Regions from separate parts of the Zea mays genome. Here regions 1 and 3 are each linked to region 2. The links are chromatin contacts, called in public Hi-C maps. All regions are on one chromosome and are shown on one strand. The core of a region is the stretch at or near the end of the contact, and the rest is flanking DNA. Distances in the headings are between cores, read along the strand shown.

Region 1 (4,052 bases), core at 922-3,421, 200 kb before region 2:
TTGCGATGCATGCTCCGGAACCATGAATCTCAAGAGATTTGGATGGCATGCTAGTTGCTAAGTTAACCAATGCTCGTTCTTCGATCTGGTTGGATTTTTCGTCGAGATATACCTGCCCCCGTATCACGGGACAGCAGGACAGCCATGTTGTAATACAGTTTACTCCTACCTGTGTTTGTCCAGGACTCCAGGTGAAGAGTACGAGAACCGCATGGTCGAGGCTGCCGGCTGCCCCCATCCGTCGTACTCTCCAGTTTTGCTACGTCGCGGCAACCCACGTAGGCTGCCCCGGCTGCGGTAGCAGATGCATGCATGCCTGCTTGCATTGCGGTGGCCAGGTACATTGGAACTGTTGCGGGCACGGCGTTGCCGTCCCGACGACGGATGTGGCAGCCGCTTGGGAACGGCACCTCTGTTGCGGAGTTCAGTGTCGTGCCTGTCGCCTGACTGAAAAGCGGATGGAATGAAGCGACGGTGTGCCGATGCTTCGCTCCAAGGCCTTCTCTTTGTCCCGTGGATGGTATTCCTAGCGCAAACTTACTTCAGGTACTGTTTTGCAACGCGTGATTTGCTATCTGTTTGTATGTTTTTCATGATCACGTTGAACTAATTCTTATGAAGTTTCTGTACGTTTACATTTCAAATGGTTCCTCAACGCCCTGCTACATCTGCATGCTTCTTCAGTCGCTGATAATCCAGGTCTGCAGATGTAATCTGATTACAAGAATTCTTCGTCGACCCTTGGGCCTTGGTTCACGTAATTTGTTTTCTGAAATCCGACCATACGAAATGACAGTCCTTATATTTATTCATTCACTCTAGCATATCTAACATGTACGTACATTACAGACATACAAGGCACGTGCTGCTCGTTGTACAAGACTAGTAGTTCACTTACACGTACACGCACGTACTCAATACAGGGAAAACAGGGGGAAAAGAATTCCTAGGACCTAGACTACAACATCTGTTTCTCAAGATGGCCTCGGAGGTTTCGCCTTGGCATGGGACCCGACAGCCCGCGACACGGCCTCGGCGAGCCGCCCCATCCGTGCGGCCACGTCCGGCGGCAGCGCCGCCACCGCCCGCCGCGGCTTCCTCGGCCCCAGCAGCGCCCCCAGCATCTCCACCACTTCCTCCGCGCCCCACCCTCCACTCTTCAGGTCCCGGCAGCACCGGTCGACAGTCAACGCCAACGCCACCACATTCACCTCGCCGGCGCCGCTGGGACCCTCTCCCGTCACCATCTCCTCCACCTCGCAGAGGCCCCACCCGCCGCGCCTCAGCATCGAGGCCGCCTCCTCAAGGCTGGGCCGCAGCCACTCCGGCGCCGCGCTGGACGCGGCGGCGCTTGTGGCCCCCGTTGGGACTTCCAGGAACCGGTCCCCGGCCGCGGCGGCGTCCGTCCAGAACTCGATCCAGCGCGGGGCCCTGCCGGTGACGGAGTCCAGGCTCCGGCGCGCAGTGGACGGCGGCGCGCCGGACGGGGGCGGGACCGGCGCGGAGAGCTGGCGCCGGAGCGGCGCGCCGGGCGGCGGCTCGGCGGCGAAGGCGCGGAGGAGGAAGTCGGCGGCGTTGGCGCCCGCGAACGTGACGCCCGAGTCGGACACGTAGAACACCGGGTTGCCCGCGAGGCAGGGCGTCGCCGGCACGTAATGCCGGCCGCACAGCGGGACGAGGGGCGGCGGCGCGGCCCGCCCCGCGCGCCGGCCCGGGGCGAGCGGCAGCGTCGCGGCGACGGCCGCGGGGACCTCCTGCGCGGCGAAGCGGAGGAGGCGCAGCCCCGCCGGGGTGCGGTAGTCCGGGAATCCGTCCCCCGACGGCAGGCCCAGCGCGAGGAGCTCGCGGAGGTCGGGCGGCAGCTGGACGCCGCCGAGCGCGGCCTCCGCGAGGGCGAACTCGGTGGCGGAGAGGCCCGGGAGGACGGCCACTCCGGCCGCGGCGAGGTGAGCGAGAAGCGCCGTCGGGGAGGGCGCGGAGGCGGAGGGAGACGGAGGAGCCGGGCTGCTGGGTGCCGAGGCACGGGTGGAGAGACGGCGCAGGCCGGCGGCGTGGGAAGGAGGACGCGGGAGGCCGTGCGGGTGCGACGGCCGGCGGTCGACGTCGACCATTGCGGGATCGCGGCGAAGTCGGACTGTCGGAGCAGAGCGAAGTGGTGTTTGGATGAGGAAGGGCAGTGACGCTGGCGGCATCGGATGTTATACGGGGTCTGGTTGTGGGTCCCGCCCAGATCGGCGGTAGGAATGGCTTTGGCCGTTTGAACTGGGCCCAACGCTTCGCTGAAATTTTCTTTATTGACCCCAGTCCCCTCTAGGCTCCAGCCCTCCTGGAAAAATGAGCACATTAATCGTTTGAAAAAATATTAATAACTTAATAGTAGAATTGATTCTTTCCAGCCATTTGAAATTTACTAAGATAACGGTAGACCGATCTTAGAAAATAAAATTTCATAGTAAAAAAATTGCAAGGATATACTACACCATTAACACCAACGTCATTTCTTTTACAACGAATGGTGTGATGAAGCTTGTTTTTTGTCTTGTTTTATTCCTTCATGTATATCTTATAGTGACTTGAGAAGCAGTCCAACAGAGACATTACTTCGCACCTGCCGATAAGTCGACAATCTTTTTCTATTCTTGCTAAGAGGAAGTTGTCTTTTTTGGGCAGGTCTTGTTGAGGCCGGTGAATCTATGCACATTCTCCACTTCCCGTTTTCTTCTACACCATTAGGACATTGGCCAGCCAGGTTGGGTAGTCAATTGGTTTGATGAATTTTGTCTCCAGCAGACGGTGAACTTTTGCCTTTGCTGCTTTCATTTTTTCATCAAACATCTTGCATATTTTTGTTTTTTGGGGCGTATTGCTCGGTCGGTGCTCAAGCTATGTTCGATGATTGTGCGGCTCGCTCCGACAAGGTCTAGAGCAGACTATGCAAATACATCCTTGTCACGGTTCAAACAAGACAAGAGCTTTTCTTCTTCTGCTTTGCAAAGGTCTTTTTTGGCCCATTCGTTGCTTTGTAATTGGGCCTTGGTCGTGTTTTCTTTGATTGGGTGAGGGCCGCTAAGGTCTTCGCTGTCGGTGGTAAGACAATGCATGTTGCGCTGGCCGGGGACGAAGTCTCCCTTGATGTTTTTAGCGACCTATTGGTCTCCGTATACAGTTATCAGTCCCTGAGGGCCCGAGATCTTCATACACATGTACAAACCTTGTATAACTACCTCAAGTTTGTTTATTAATCCTCGCCCCATGATGGCATTGTATGGATAGGCCATATCAACTATATCGAAGATGATCTGCTCGCTTCGTGCATTTGGGGCTATGTCGAGAGATAGCGGCAACTCTATTTTGCCAAGCGGAAAGGTCCTTTTTCCTCCGAAGCCGTAGACATGGTTGTCTGCTAGCTTGAGTAGATTGTGGTTTATGCCCATGCTGTCGAAGACATGCAGGAAAATGATGTCAACTTCGTTGTCATTGTCGATGAGGACTTTGTGCAGGTCCCACCCTGCGACTCTGCAGTTTATCGCTAGCGCGTCTGCATGGGGCACACTGCGGGGTCGACGTCTCTTGCATCGAAGGTGAGTGGTACACGTGACCACTTTGTTTGGACCACATGGACGCTGAGGGCTACATGATTAACCCTTCGGTAGTGCTCTTTTTTCTACCACTTGTTTTCGAATTCAGTGTTGGACCCTCCGGTGATCATGTGGATGACTCCCTTGAAAGGTGGGGCAATGAACTCCTCTTGCTTATGCGGGGGGGGGGGGGGGGGGGGGGGGGGGGGGGGGGTTGTTGATGGCGTCGTTGGTTTGCTTGTTGCGGTAGCGAAGGGGTGGCATGGCTAATTGTTCTTGGTGCTGGAGGCGTGGTTGCTAGGGGAAAGCATGAGTGTAGTTTTGTTGGTGTTAAGGGTAATATGGATGTTCATTTTGGCATACAACACACCAAAGATAATTGGATAAAATAGTAACACTATGATAGTACAACATAGCACATTACATGTTTTATTATATGGTCATTAAATTGTCGTTAAACCTTCTATGATATTA
Region 2 (3,988 bases), core at 354-2,853:
CTTTGGCAAGGCCTGACTGCCTGTCAGACTCACTCTGTCGAGTGGCACTGCAGTCGGAGTGGCGCAGGCGGCGCTGCCCTTCTGTCAGACTGGTCAGTGGAGCGGTGGAGTGGCGGCAGTCACTTCGGCTCTGCCGGGGGCGCGTGTCAGGATAAAGGTGTCAGGCCACCTTTGCGTTAAATGCTCCTGCAACTTGGTCAGTCGGTGTGGCGATTTAGTCAGGGTTGCTTCTGAGCGAAGCCAAGGCCTCGGGCGAGCCGGAGGTGTGTCCGCCGTAAAAAGGGGGGCCTCGGGCGAGACGGAAGTCTCTCGAGGTCGGCTGCCCTTGGCCGAGGCTAGGCTCGGGTGAAGCGTGATCGAGTCACTCGTGTGGACTGATCCCTGACTTAATCGTACCCATCAGGCCTTTGCAGCTTTATGCTGATGGGGGTTACCAGCTGAGAATTAGGCGTCTTGAGGGTACCCCTAATTATGGTCCCCGACAATAAGTTACACGTGAAATCATTATAAGTGTCCAAGTTTTAACATAATCAATACTTCTATTTGTCATTTTCATGTGGGAACATAAGTTTATCTTATTATAGAATGTTTATTAGTCTTATAACTTATTTGCATTTCTTGGCCGACACTAAATATTTTATGAATTTAAATTTTTTGTTGTTTCTACATAAAGAAATTAATAATACACAAATAGCCTTAGAAATTCACAAAATTTTACGGAGCCACAAGATATGACCACATATAATTCTAAAAATGTTTCATAATGAAATCCACGATACACCATCATTTCTTCTATTTCACTTTCACATGTTACATAATTTACACATGAAATCACTCTAAGTATCCAAGTTTTAACATAATCAATACTTCACTTTATCATTTTCGTACATGAACTTGATGTTATCTTCTCGTAGAATGTTTATTACTATTGGTAGCTTATTTGTATTTTTTTTTGTCGACACTAGAATATTTTATGAATTTAATTGTATTTTAATATTTTTCAAAAAAATTAATAATACACAAGTAGCCTCATAAATTGATGAAATCTTACAGAGACATAACATATGTCTACATAAATCCTTAAAAATGGATTCAAAGAGTGGTTAAATGATCACAACAACCGTGGTATGTGTGAAATGGTGTCTTACACGGCATCCGACAAAAAGTCCGTTATCAACGCTATCGTGTTCGATTAATTCCATATCCGATGCTCGACTATCCATATTTGCATTAAAAAACATCCGCATTTACATTCATATCCGAAGCTAACCGCATTCAAATTCAAATTTGAATAAAAATATAAAAACAAATATAGTTTTAATGATATCCATTCATATCCAATCCCATTATATCACTCCGATAGTCCGACTCCGACAGGCGACGGCGTGCCTGACCACGGAGGGGGCCCCAGCCTCCAGGTACTGCGGCCTGCTGGCGCCAGCGCTCGGCCCGCCCGTCCTGTCCATCCGCCCGTCAGATATTATCTGCCAGGTGTCTATCGCAGCGTCGTACGTCCACGTGGAAAAGCGCCCATGCCACGCTGGATAAAAAGGGTGTCCGGCCAACACCCTTTTCTGTCCGTTCCCCTCTCCGTCGCCAACCCAGTAACGGCCCGCTTGGCGTGCGTCGCCGTCCACCGCCGCGACCTCGAGGGTTCGCCGGATCCCCTTCCTCCACCTCCGCCCCCGACCCCGCCGCTGCCTCAGGACGTTCTGACGCTCGCGTTCCTTTGCAGTGTAGGGCCGGGTTGCTGACCGCATCGCCCGGCGTGTCGCTCGGCGTCGGTTCGGGCAGGCCGCGGCCGCGCGCGTGATCGATGGGGAAGAGACCGCCGACCGATCCGAAGCGCTTCGGGGTGGGTAATCGAGGCCCAGCTTCTTACCCCTTTTTCCCCTTCTCTTCTTTTTCCATCGAGGGGTCCGGGCGTCCAGCTCGGCTGCTTCCAGCCCGGGCCTGTTCTGTTTATTTTTGCTAGGTTTATGACCTTGCCTTGCAACTTGCGATACATGACCGACTAGGATGAGGTCGGTTCAGCTCCGTTCAGGCAAGGCACGGATTGGAGCTCCGGAGCTTGTTAGCTACCTTGATTGTGTTCCAAGAAGATGGATGAGTGGAAGAATTGATGGATGAGTTTAGTGTGTCTTTGTCCTTGTTTGTTCAACGACGTGCTGCTGATTTTGATTCAGTTTTATTGATATATAAATACAAGTAGATACATTCACGATAAACACATATACGATGCAGGTACAGAAGTTTTGGGTTGGTTAGTGAGATGGTTACAAGTATGGTTCGTAGCTTTATCCACATCCAACTCCTAGAGTGAAGGTTTTTAGATCTGAATGTAGGCTTACGTTATTGTCTGCCTGTGATTTTGAGCATTTCCGGCATTACTGAGTTAACAGCTATGGTTTTTCCCAGAGCAATTCTGGCTACCTGGTTCATATATATTACCTAACGATGGCTGATTTATTAGTGATGGTTGCTACTTGCTACCTCAGGTCAGAAATTACTTTTGTACAGGGTTTTGTTGCAGATATTTGATAGCCTTTTGGCGGGAATTGACGCTCACAGCTACAGAATGTTTCGTGTGGCTTGCCTGTGAAACCTAAAGCATAGGACAAGTCGAACATGAAGACAATATTGGCTTATTGAGATCCATGTTTGCATGGCAATCATTTAGGAACAAGTACGAGTGTCGGGCTGTGATTGGATAACAGTAGGAAACGGATAGCGTTACAAATCAAGTGTCTGAACTAGATTACTATAGTTGACCTGTCTACACCGGTGCGGCCGTTATTGTTAACCTGTGGTAACAGGCGCTTTCCACTATTGTTTAGGCCTATCCTGGTTACCAAGTTTAACTTTGGTTGTTCTTGCACATTATCTACTTAAAATATTATGTTTATAGTATTTCACAAACATTTAACACTAAGGATCTAAATAGGTATCTCACCTTGTACGAAGGTACCACCAGTTTTCATTTCCTGTTACAAATAGAATATACTCTGTAACAGATATTAAAAAACTCGACTCCCCCGGGCATTTTTCTTAAGAAGAAGATCTTCTCACCTCTGTAACAACTAACAACACATGGGGCAAACAAACAACGAGCTTTAGTCAAAGAGTGATGGAATAACTTTTACCTTTTGTTTTGTTTGAAGGAAGAGATCTTTTAGTTGGATGTAAGTATGGGATATATTATGCTTCATTGTTTCCAATTGTTCTATTCCAAAACGGTATCATAGTTCTATTCCAAAATTGGTGTTATAGTTTGATTGTTGCTATGCAACTTAGTGATGTTACATGTTTGATTAGAATAAATGAACAATGACCACCAAAGGTTGCTTAGTATTAGATACAGTTTTCACTTGCTTTTCTAATAGCGAAGTTTAAGATTTGATTTGCTGTTTGCTGAGAACCTTAGTTAGATTTGTTATTTTGTCAATGCATACGTGGTGGTCACTTGACATTCTATTCTTGTAGTTTTGTGCAGTTCTTTTGGCTAGTTTGGCGAAAGGGCCTCTAGCCTAGTGGTTAAGGGCTTCCGAGTAGCACCTCTATGTCCTGGGTTCGATCCCCCTCGGGGGCGAATTTTTAGGCTTGGTTAAAAAATCCCCTTGATGTGTCCCATCTACTATTGGGTTACGATGTCCTGTGCGCCACCCTCCGGTTGGACCGTTGCAGAGTGGACGATTGACGTCGCCCCATTAGTGATGGGAAGCCAGGGTTCGGGGATTTTCTCGGCCGGGACCATTGTTTCGGCCTCTTCTTAATATAATACCGGGAGGGTGGTCTTTCCCTCCCCGACCGAGTTTTTTTTCTTTTGGCTAGTTTTGCAGGGTACTCACTGGGATAGGAGCTTTGGTCGTTTATTTGTGGAGTGTGCATGACACAAAACATGAGTTCAAGAATAGGTCCAAGTCCAACTAAGAACAGTGACCAAGTTAATCTGTCTGAGTCTCTGAGATGCCCAGAAATTATTAACAGC
Region 3 (4,146 bases), core at 1,040-3,539, 140 kb before region 2:
TCAATTGTAACTAATTAGTTCTCCGTGCATCGCTACGGCTTCTATACATCATACACAATTTCTTTGTACAACACAAACCAACATGAGTTGCAGTGTTTAAAGGTGAGTGCTCTCTTTCTAGAGACCATGGTTCGAATCCCAGCAGGTGCATTTTTTTATATTTCGCTGGCGCGCGGGGAACGCTCGATACGCGTGTAGTGTGGGGAGGGGGACGATGCACGAAGAAACTCGCGCTTTATAATAGTAATGAAATGCGGTGAAATGTGCCAACAGAAACAGCCAAAATTGGAATTCTCTGAAAAATATCTTCCTTTTAACAATCACCAAGCTGTTTTCTAATAGTCAACAACATACTGAATATGTACAAAGCATTCAAGCTGATATTTATTAAGTTCAAGGCTTCAAGCACTCTTTGACTGAATCAGCATAAAAAAAGTTGATAAAACCAGTATGTTTTTTTATCAGACTTTCATTATGATCATGCAAAAGTATTGAACAGTTTAAAATATATCGGTAATACCCAGATACACTTGTGTTTAAGCAATTAATCCTCTGAAGAATGAAAATATTTTAGAAGAAATTTATAAGGCTATACAATATACTCCAACAGAATTTTTCGATGATAAAAAAAACATACAACCCCCTAATTTCAGTTGTCAGTGTAGTTTCCCTAATCATACGCTACTCTAATGTCTGATATAAGTGTAGCTTCCCTGAGCAATAACAACCACAAAACATCTTGAAAACCTGTGAGATTGAAGTGCTTTACTCATTTGGAACTTATACCAATGCATGAATGCAATTTTTATTAGCTAGAGCAGCAAAAAGAAACATGAGAGATTGGAATGTCTTTAGAAAAAGGGTGTAAAACAATAGTGATCCATGTGCCATAATAATGACCAAGGAACAAGTTCCTTTTAATATGTTGTCATTATTAGTACTATACTCATATTTTATATCAATCGTCTTGCAGGGTCAATCCTCTGACCTACCCAAGTTGCTAGGGACTAACGCTTTTGTGGTAGCAGTGGTGTCATTTGGTAGAGCAAAGAATTACTGCTATCATTCATTCATGTTTCACATCAATGTTCTGTGTATAAATGTAATTATGTAAGTTGCAAGAGCAAGAGAGGAAATAGAGCACACAAAATTAAAAGCAGGCATACTTGTCAAAGCTAAAAGGAAGAAGAGCTTTTGCCTCCAACTCTTGCACAACATGCTGCAAACCGGCCTCATCAGAAACTGTGAAAAGAAGCTAGGTAAATGTTCAGTTAACTAGTGCTTTGAATTAAGAAATAGCACCCTTTTTCTGTACCAATTTAGAAACAAATAAAGTGTGCATTAGGACAATCCCTCAAGTGATGTAAATGGATGCAAGATATGAAATTTCTACAGCAACAGCAATAGAACAGAGAAACCAAAAAGGTACCGACATCCTCTGCGACGATGCTTAATCAAATCCCGGTAACGTTCAAAATTAACAAATTCCTCTAACTCTTCCTCTTCTTCAGATTTCCCTTGGACTCGAAAAGGGCGAGAGCTCGAGTCTCGGATAAAATCAAGCAATGCACGGCCATCAAATCTGTCCATTATAAATATAATGGGTATCAGTTTTCTTGTACTTAGGATAATCTGTCATAAACACAAGAATAGATAGTTACCTGTCAATCAAAACATCTTGCTTTCCATTCCATTGTATCCTGCAATGGAAGCATAGTGAATGAGTAGTAGCAATCAAGTGATAACAACAAGCCATCAATTCCAATGTCATAAACACAAGAACAGACTATGCTTCATCAGATGAAATTTACAATGACATGTATCCGAGACTCAGCGCCGCAGTATCCATCATCAGTTATTACAGTAAACTATTAACTCGTATAGCATAACTCATCAGACCAAATCCGAAACTGTGCCTACGCTGCGACCAAGCATCGCACCGCACCGATAGGAGAGATGGTGAGAGAGGATTGGGCACGCACAATCCCTGCTGGTCCTCGGTGGCCTGGTACAGGGCGTCGTCGCGGTGAACGCGGCACCGCGTGCCGGAGACCTGGAGCGCCTGCTGCGGGTCGCCGCGGCGGCGGGCGAGGTAGACGGCTCGGCGCTGCGCCCGGCGGCGGGCCGCGTCCATGAGGTCGTGGACCTTCCGCTCCGACCGCCGCGCCTCGTGCCACATCGCGCCCCCTCCTTCCGGAATGCTCTGCTGGAAACCGTGTACGGGTGGCGTGGTGCTTGGAAATCTAACCCTAGGACTAGGAAGCTGCTACAAGCTGAACGGGAATAGACATCTGAACATATTGGCTATTGGCGGTCATTTACGCAGAAAGTATTTCCCAGTATTTAGAACGGAGAATTATTATATTTTAATGACTCTCTATTTATTTTTTTCATAAAGATTACACTCTATACGTAACATCTCAAAGTGGCTAGCCGGATTTGTCTAGTGAGGAAACCAATTTGGAGAATCGAATATTTAGCGAGTTAGATGACTAGTGTCGGTGTTTGGACCGTGGTTCCTTAACAACCATAACAACCAGTAAATGTGTCGCGTGGCTGGCTCTAGATGGTGTACGAGATGACACAAGCGATTCTCCTGGTTCGGGCTACTCAAGGCCATACTTCCAGCAGAGAGGATGAGACTTATATTACTCACATTGTGTTGCCTGTAGTAGGGGTTTACAAGCACAACGGGAGAGAAGTCCCCAAGTCCCTAGAGATGATTGAGGCAAGTGTCAATATCTAAGACAGTGTGAGAAAGCAAGAGTTCATCTACGTGTGTCTCTTCCTGTCCCATGGAGGGACCACTGCCCTATTTATACACCAAGGGGAACGTCCACAGTGAAGCTGAGTCTTATATTCGAAGGAGAGATGTACTGGCGTCTGACGTGACGGCGAACCATGTAGTAGATTCGCGCTTGTTGACTCTACGTAGAGAGTCGAGTCTGATGGGTTGTTCGTACGCTCGAGCCCCCGAGGGAGAGGTCGCTCATACCGTAGTGGTTGTAAACAGCGTCGGGGTATGGGCCAAAGGCTGCTTACGGGGCGCGTCATCGTCCTGCCATGTGATGACATCGAGATTCCCTGCATCACTCATCGAGATCGGAGTCCCTGCTTTGGTTGATGCAGGAGTCTCCCCAAGGCGCTAGCCGAGCCGTCCCTCGACGTGCGCTACAGTCGGACAGAGTGGCTGTCTGCGTGATTCACAGCGCGGTCGGTGGCCGAGGCCGAGCTCGGGCGAGATGGAGAACTTGCCCGAAGGCTGAGCTCGGGGTCGAGCGAGGCGGAGCGGTCGCGCCCGAAGGCTCGTCCGCTCGGCTTGTCGCGTTAGGCATCCCATCGGAGGGCGTCAGGCGGTGTGCGCGCAATGTGATGTAGGCGTAATCATACTGTTGCGCCAGACGTGATTCTTGTCTTGTCCACTACTGTGTTCTGCTGCCACAGCGTGGGTTGGCACATGCATTCAATGCGCCTATACCCCGTCTATTTTCGAGTGCCCTTGTCCTGTTCACTTGAGACTGGCTCGGGCGAGACAGACCGTGTTGAGGCGGCATCGGGCGAGGCGGAGCAAGTGGTGTCGACCTCGGGTGAGGTGGGGCCCTGCTCGAGGTGGGAGACCCTCGGGGGGCGTCTCGGTTGCCACCCTTCAGGGGTTTGATCCTTATTTCTCTAAGTGCGTTTGTTAGGGGGATAATCAGGGTGTCCCTAATTACCGCCCCGACAACTAGTCTGTTGGAGAGTTATTTTGCTATTAAGTAGCCAAAATTTGGCTTGACGAGCCATTTGGCTAGTCTCTTGGAGATGCTCTAAAAGATACTTCTCCATATACATAACATCTCCAACCTTCATTCCTCTATATATTATAATTCATTTATTTAATTTTTTTGTTAGTTTTTAAAGTTTAAAAAATCATAGAATATTTATATTGCTATAATACATATTGTTATCAAGTTAAATAGCTCGAAAAAGATTAATATGGTAAAGAAATGACGTAATTAGCATATAGGAGGAGATTAGAGCTCACTCTATATACGGGGGAGTTTCCTCTCCCTTCCATATGGAGGGAGCTTTGGAGACAATAACACTCCAAAACTTCCTGATAAACCCAATGGGTAGAAGGAAGCCTGATCTATCGATAAGAGTTGA

The links. Hi-C and Micro-C count contacts between places; a contact is called where the count stands out from the background.
Region 1: a contact with region 2 is called in a Hi-C map of ear, with 1.8 times the contacts expected there. The contact joins the promoter of LOC100275916 here to the promoter of LOC100278465 in region 2. A contact is called at or near these places in 2 of 25 Hi-C or Micro-C datasets (ear and tassel).
Region 3: a Hi-C map of ear shows a contact between it and region 2, with 2.3 times the contacts expected there. The contact joins the promoter of LOC100279962 here to the promoter of LOC100278465 in region 2. A contact is called at or near these places in 3 of 25 Hi-C or Micro-C datasets (ear, endosperm and tassel).

The regions. Positions count from the first base shown.
Region 1 is chr1:69,379,519-69,383,570 of Zm-B73-REFERENCE-NAM-5.0, reverse strand. LOC100275916 reads right to left here and starts at 2,171. Exons shown (of 1, transcript NM_001149855.3): 1 at 786-2,171. The coding sequence starts at 2,111. The coding sequence ends at 975.
Region 2 is chr1:69,181,599-69,185,586 of Zm-B73-REFERENCE-NAM-5.0, reverse strand. It overlaps LOC100278465, which reads left to right and starts at 1,603. Exons shown (of 6, transcript NM_001151737.1): 1 at 1,603-1,653; 2 at 1,736-1,855. The coding sequence starts at 1,817.
Region 3 is chr1:69,325,154-69,329,299 of Zm-B73-REFERENCE-NAM-5.0, reverse strand. It overlaps LOC100279962 (Splicing factor arginine/serine-rich), which reads right to left and starts at 2,289. Exons shown (of 13, transcript NM_001361010.1): 1 at 1,983-2,289; 2 at 1,662-1,700; 3 at 1,434-1,582; 4 at 1,167-1,242. The coding sequence starts at 2,179.